Linked DNA regions of Oryzias latipes: region 2 is linked to region 1. Evidence: chromatin contacts called from public Hi-C data. All regions are on one chromosome and are shown on one strand. The core of a region is the stretch at or near the end of the contact, and the rest is flanking DNA. Distances in the headings are between cores, read along the strand shown.

What was found. A called contact is a pair of places that touch in the nucleus more often than the background predicts.
Region 2: a Hi-C map of embryo shows a contact between it and region 1, with 3 times the contacts expected there. The contact joins the enhancer-like site here to the promoter of LOC101161180 in region 1. A contact is called at or near these places in 4 of 5 Hi-C or Micro-C datasets (embryo, fibroblasts and gastrula embryo).

What each region holds. Positions count from the first base shown.
Region 1 is chr13:30,334,222-30,337,540 of ASM223467v1, reverse strand. It overlaps LOC101161180, which reads right to left and starts at 1,666. Exons shown (of 2, transcript XM_004075942.4): 1 at 1,156-1,666; 2 at 1-794. The coding sequence starts at 1,647. The coding sequence ends at 672.
Region 2 is chr13:30,406,750-30,410,068 of ASM223467v1, reverse strand. LOC101161430 (protein-tyrosine sulfotransferase 1) reads right to left here. Exons shown (of 7, transcript XR_909917.3): 5 at 1,120-1,170; 6 at 653-748. Among protein-coding and RNA genes, the nearest start is that of LOC101174687, 15 kb to the left of the region's middle. Within about 2 kb of position 1,593, at least 2 of the 8 cell types and tissues checked have an H3K27ac peak or open chromatin away from gene starts, as enhancers often do. A contact at or near this core is called in embryo, where this site is marked.

The DNA.
Region 1 (3,319 bases), core at 417-2,916:
CTTTTTTTTTTTTTTAGACACATTTGTGGTTCAATTCTGCAAAGCAATCAGTGCTTATATGCTAAAATATTTGCAATTAGATCAGCACATCCCACAACTCAAAATGTCTCAGGAAAGCGTTTTACATGCGTTTTGGGACTAGACTGGTGAGCACCTATAGACCAGTCCTGGTCATCTCAGAGAAGAAGCTGTGATTTTGAATGTCATCTGCTTCAAAAGCTGCAGCTCCCCTGGAGGAAAAGCCAATGTCACAGACTTCCACTTCAAACCACAGACGGCCATTTAGGTTACAGGTGAAAAACAAGAGCTCTAGTGTCAGCATGCACTGTTGTGGCTGACAGCAGATTGCATCTGTAGATCTACATTTCTGACACTGGTTCTTCAGATTGAGATGCAACAACTCTGTTCAATCTTTTTTGGCTCAGATTTATTTCAACAACTTTAAAGTAGATTTAAAAAAAAAAACAAAAGAAAAACACTACTCCACTATTTAAGCTGCCTGGAAATGAGAAGTTAGGAGACTCAAATGTTTAGTCATTAACATAGTTCATTCAAACGTTAAAAAGGAATTAGGTATTTTACAAAGATTGAAGGTGGATCATAAACTACAGGCTGCAACACCCACCTGACACTTTACCAATGGAATGACAGAACATAAAACTTTATTCAGTTTAGTTCTTGTAGTGGCACTCTATTCCAATGGCTGTACTCTGGCTCCTTGTGATGGGACTCCTCGCCATTGACTTGGGGTTATAGATCAGCTTGAAGGTATAAACAAAACCATTATCCTCTAGCTGAAAGAGAAAGAGAAAGAAGTTTAATCACATTGTGAAGTGTGTGTGTCACCAAGCTTCTGCTTTTTAAGGACAGGACTGCCTCATCCTGGTCCTCAGGAGGCATAACCTGCCCGTTTTCCAGCTCACCCTGGACTGCTTGATGCAGAATCAGGAGTTATGCGTGTTAGCTGATCAGCAGCAACATTTGAAGAGAAAGCTGGAAAAAAAGAAAAATGAGGCAAGGCTTTGGCTCCTGATGACCAGGGTTGGCCAGCCGTGCTTTAGGACGTCACTGTCATTCTAGACAGAAGCAGACATTCAGGAACCAGAAGAAAACGTCTCAACATCTGCAGTTTGAGTCACAGAAAAGAAGCCTTACCATTAGTGTGCTGCCACACTCATGCAGCTCCGATTCAATGATCAGCACCTGGGACCGGTCATCCACCTCAGTGACTGGACAGCCACCGAGTGTGATTTCATCTGGACTGATCAGTGTGCCAATGCCCAGCAGGTCTTGACTCACTTCAACCAGGACCTTACTCTCCCCACATTTTACCGCCACCCTGTTGGAGACCACTGGCTGTTGCAGTTTGAACTGGACAGGTGGCCTGTTCACTGGCTCTGCCGGGGGTTCTGGAAACTTCCACTTGAGCTGCTCGCCTGCAGGCCGGATCCATTTCGAGTCAAGCCCATCATCCTGCAGAGATGGGGAGTGGCCTTTCCCAGCCAGAACCCTGGTCCGGGTCGCAGCGACATGAGGATTCTGCATCTTGGCTGCCCACGGAGGGGGCCTCATACCACGGCGCTGTGCATCACCAACACCACTGAAGGCTAGCACAAACACAAACCCAAGCAGCTGCAGGAAGGCCATTGTTGTATGCAGATCCACCTCTGCTGAGCCTTTTTAAGTTCTGAGGCAGGGTGGCTCCTCCCTGAGCTTCATCAGCTGAATCCTCCCCACATGTGTGCATGTGCAGCTGCTCTTCTTGCACTGACTGCTCTGTACAGACATCACACCTGTCAGTGGAGCAAACCAAAAAAGAAAGAAGGCGCAACAAACTCTTCAAGTTATGAAAATGATCCTGGATAAGCTCCAGTGTGAGGTTCAGTCTGAAAATCTTCATTAGTCACTGGACGTGACTGAGCTCATCTTTGAGTAAACTCTCATGTCTTCAGAGATCTCATGTTTCCTGGTTAAAGCATGATTCAGACGAACGCTAAAAACCTCAGTGAAACATGAACTGGACTGTTCTGTTTGTCAGCTGATCATTTTCAGGATTCAATCGTTTCACCATCTTTGCCTGTTTCGTTTTCAGTAGAAATGTAAGAACACGGAAATGTTCTCAGTTATTTCACTGGAGCCCCCTTTGCTGAATGATTTTTATGGGCAAAACTTTTTGTCTGATTTCAAATGTACACTTACAGCAAAGCAGATCGTTTAAAATAAAATTCAACTTTGATGTTTGTATTGATGAAATAATGAGGATGCTTTTTGGCTCCAGATTCATTCTTTTGAATGAATACACTTCTGAGTCATCAATGAATAGGCAGAGGTACAGTCAGTTCAAAGGTCAAAAAGTTCAAGAAAACCCAGAAAAGTTTAGCTTGTGTGGACATCCAATGTTAACATCAGATTTCATAACGAGCTCAAATGTTGAGTTGAGCTTTGATTGCATGTTTGACCGTCCCAGACAGTGCAGCTGTGGTGTTAGCAGTGGACCTTGGGCAGAAAACGTGCAGAAATCATCAGTCAGCTATGAAACAGTTGTTTAGCCTCTGAAAGTTCTCTCAACAGTAGCTCTGCTCAGACTGAGAGACTGCTCGCTCCTCATCAGCCATTGCATTGGATCCCTAAAGTTAACTCCACATCACAAAGCAGAGGGCTACCATGGCAACATTTCCATGGAAAGGAAAATGGCTGAGTGCTCTATGGACTGCTGCTGTGCTTTGGTTGGTCTGCATGTCAGTGATGCACAGGTGTTCTTGGTTCCAGAACGGTTGATTGTGATTGTTTGCTGCATTGCATTGGTGGCCCCAATATGGAGAATGTGTGCAGGCAAATCCCAGATGCACCTGAAGCCATCAGAAAAGTCTGAGTGTCCTAAGTGTTCGGTCTGGTTCCACGCCTGATGACCACCTGAGGACAAACCCTCTGTTCCGATGTTGTTCAGCCACTGAGGGCTTTCAGGAGAGGGAGAGGCGAGCTGCGTGATGGCTGTCCGTCCACAAACACTCGCATGTTTAACCGCATTTTGTGATTTTTCAACACCATGGGCTGAGAGCAATCTTTTGCTTTTGGAATTCAAGCTGAAATTTCCTTCATTTCTTCTCCTTTTGTGTTTTGCAGATGGGTAAAAATAGTGGGTCTGTTTTCTGAAGGAAATGTTTGGCTCCATTATACCTGAGAAGAACAACTGGAAGAGAAAAAACTGATGGGCAGGCCAGTGACGGCCAAGGAAGGAGGAGGAAGTCACTTATTTAAATTGAGTTGAGATGAAAAATGGTCCCTGGCAGAACAACTGATGTCCTGAGAGCAGCAATGG
Region 2 (3,319 bases), core at 344-2,843, 73 kb before region 1:
TTCAACAATTATTTTCAAATCCAAACCATACTATGGTCAAGTGGTTCTTTATTCCACATTTTAGACAGCATTTACTGTTTATTAAATAACACATGAGTTTGTAAATGTATTTTCAAGAAATTATTCAGTGAAGTTAGAGAATCATTTACATTTGATTGATGTAAAACCCCTTTTTTTCTTTCAAATCCGTTCAGCTGCAGGATTCATTTAATCGTTTACCTTCTCCCTTCATCCTTTGGGCGACGCCTTACGCAGAGAGAAAACAACCAAAGGCTCTGATTGGTTCAAAAGCTTAACGGAGACAGAATGGTTTAGCAAATCAAAACCGAGTTTGAACACGGAGCAAGGACAAGGCAACGCCTTAATGTTTTTCTAGTAGTTTTCTAATCACATATAAGAATGACTTGATTTAGTTCCTCTTTTCATAAATGCATTTAAGGTTTTTTTTAGATACACACTCTGCATATAAAATTGCATAAGGAGCTGTTTCTCATGCAGCCAGTCAGTAGATTTTCCTCCCTGGACACAGTCTGATCCAAAAGATGTTTTCATTCTAGTGGGCTGCTGTTCTGCACATCCTCTCCAAACCCAACATCAGCATGACCCACAGTTCTGGTTCATCACATTGTCACTCTTCAGGATTCAGGCTCACTTTAGTGTGTGGGGGTTCAAGCTGTACCTCGGTATGGCGGCGGTGGCGCCCCGTCTGGTCCTAACTGGGGCTGGACTTCTCTGCAGACTTCTGGATCTGTGTGGACCAAGAGACGTGTTAGCATTCAGAGACAAACCGCTGAGTCACAACATTCAGCGGCAGGAACAGTGATGATGAAGAGATGCAGATTCATCAGGCTACCAGCAGGGGGCAGAAGAGCACTGGAGCCAGCATGAGACCCCTACCCAGAATCAACAGAAAAATATGAGCCCAAAACTGAAAACATCAACAGGCTGCACGAGATGGCCAGAAAACTCAAGAGAAAAATAGGAGATGAAGAACTAAAGAGCAGATGGAAATCTGGAACTTCAACCGAGCGTGAACTGAAAACACACACCAGAAAAAGGCTCAATCTGGAAGAGGAGGCGGAAGAGAAGGCTTGGTAACAGGCAGAAGTGTTACTGTACCTGTGACTGCTCTTTTAGGAAATCTGGGAGCTGAAATTCACCTTTAAAGACCTGGAAAACAGAGGGCCAGGTTTAGAGCCTGAAGAGTCAGCAGCTGGGCATCCATGGCAGAGACACAAACGTCACTGCCTTAAAGCCTGAGACGCAGATCCGGACACACCAAGTCCTGAGGTGTTTTCAGGAGGACAGAAGAGCTCTAAGCTGCTTCGGTGTGAAACAAAGTCCTGGGTTAACTGAGCTCATGAAACAAAGCCTGGAAGCTTTTTAACATTGTTTTTAGGCTCCACGAACATCCCAGCAGTCTCAGGCAGCTTTCATACCACAAGTCCTGAGGACTCGGTTCAAACGGCCAAGAATGCTGCTAAAGCACACACACCATCTGGTCTGGTTTGATTTCCCACAGGAGAGGATCCCAGAGTGAAGCAGACCAAACAAAGGCTGCAGTAGCAACAACTGCTCCCTTGGTGGCAGTATTTCCCCATAAACAAACATGAAGAAGAAAACAGCGTCCCCTCTACCATGAAATACTGATCATCACCTACACCTCCTCAATAATGTCTGCTTTGGTCCAAACGGCATCAACACTAAAGTAAACTGTACCAGAGTTGGTAAACACGTGAACAGAAACGGTTCCTGGATCAGACCACAGTCCGCCTGTCTGACCCAGTTCCTCAGAAGAAATGAACTCCTGCGCCGTTCAAACCCCTCGCCTTAAAAACGATCAAAACAGGAAGTAACACCTCGTTGAATGAAGAACAGGATGTGTGACATTTAAAGAAAGATCAGAATCAGAGGGAAGAAAAACACCAGAAGGTTCGTCTTCCTTTTCCCTGCAGGTATCGTTCTGTACTCAGCCGTGAGCCTAAACAACTTTGACCCTGAGCTCTTTATTCCCATAAAGCCCAGACCATCTGCACATCCACTCAGTCAGTCCACATGTCAGCCCTTTCACTCACAGACCGCTCAAAAGCACTCAGTAAAGGTTTCTTCTGTAGAATCAATCCCCCTTATCAAGATGTTCAGGAAGGCTGCACGCTACGCAGAAAACATCTGAATGAAAGGCGACACTCTCCATCTGCTGCAGAGACCGAGTTTAAAAAGAGGCGCCAAACCTGTGCTGGCAGACGGGTGAAGCATGCAACAGACATGAGGAATGAGGAGAGGCAGAGCGCCGCCTGCAGGTGCAGCAGACAGGGGGCGCCGTCTCCTCACATAGATCAGACTGTCCGTCAGAGAAGTAGCGGAACCCTGAGGGTGAATAGATTCTGACCTCAAGATTACCCAGAGATCTGCTGATGCCAACCTAAAAAAACACAACACTGGCACTAGACACAAAGAGGAGAGGAGCTCCTCAGACAGAAGGAAGGAAGGAAGGAAGTGAAGCGCTGCTGAACCTCCTTCCTGTCATCTTCCAACAAGAGACTCCTTCTGCCAAATCTTCAGGCTCTTTCAAATTACAGCAGCAGCAGGACTAACATCGGCTGCTGTCTCTAATTACACTCATGTCCTCCCCAGTGTTTGGCTTCCACATCAAAGCTTTAGTGCTAGTGTTGCTCTAAATGGTAACACATTTAGAATTCTATCTTCCATCAAGTCCAATTTGAAATTCAGACAACTTTAAAATTACATTCAAACTGGCACAAAGTTTCATATTTAAACTGGATCCTCATAGTTTTATTTATCTACAATCCACACTTTGGCCATTGCAATAAAATATTCATTCGTACATTTTTTCAAATGCAAATATGATTTTCTGTAAAGTCAACAGTATTGACAAGAATTTCTGACAAAAACCTCCAGAGTCACCAGTTTCTAAAATGACTGAATCAGCAGAGCCAGGAAGAAACAGAATGACCCAGAAAGTCTGACAGGACTGAGAGCAGAAACGTCTGCCTCCACCCAGAGCGGCTCCCCCCCAGAACGACAATGGCGCCTGCTGGGAGGACCCACAGAAACCCCCACTGGGGGCCGACCTCTGCTGCCTGGGGTCAAACATGCCGGAGCCGCTGCCAGAGCAGGTCCGGACTGAACACACTCATGCACTTCCTTCCTCTGAGGAAGGAAACTTTTCAGGCATGTAAGAACTTTGAAAGCAGTTCAATGAGGGAGGGGCAGAGTGAGACACTGGAATTACCTACTGTGGGGGTTTGGATGTCCCTGTGACGATAAAGTCATTTCCTCAGAAAACAGCTAGCTGCTA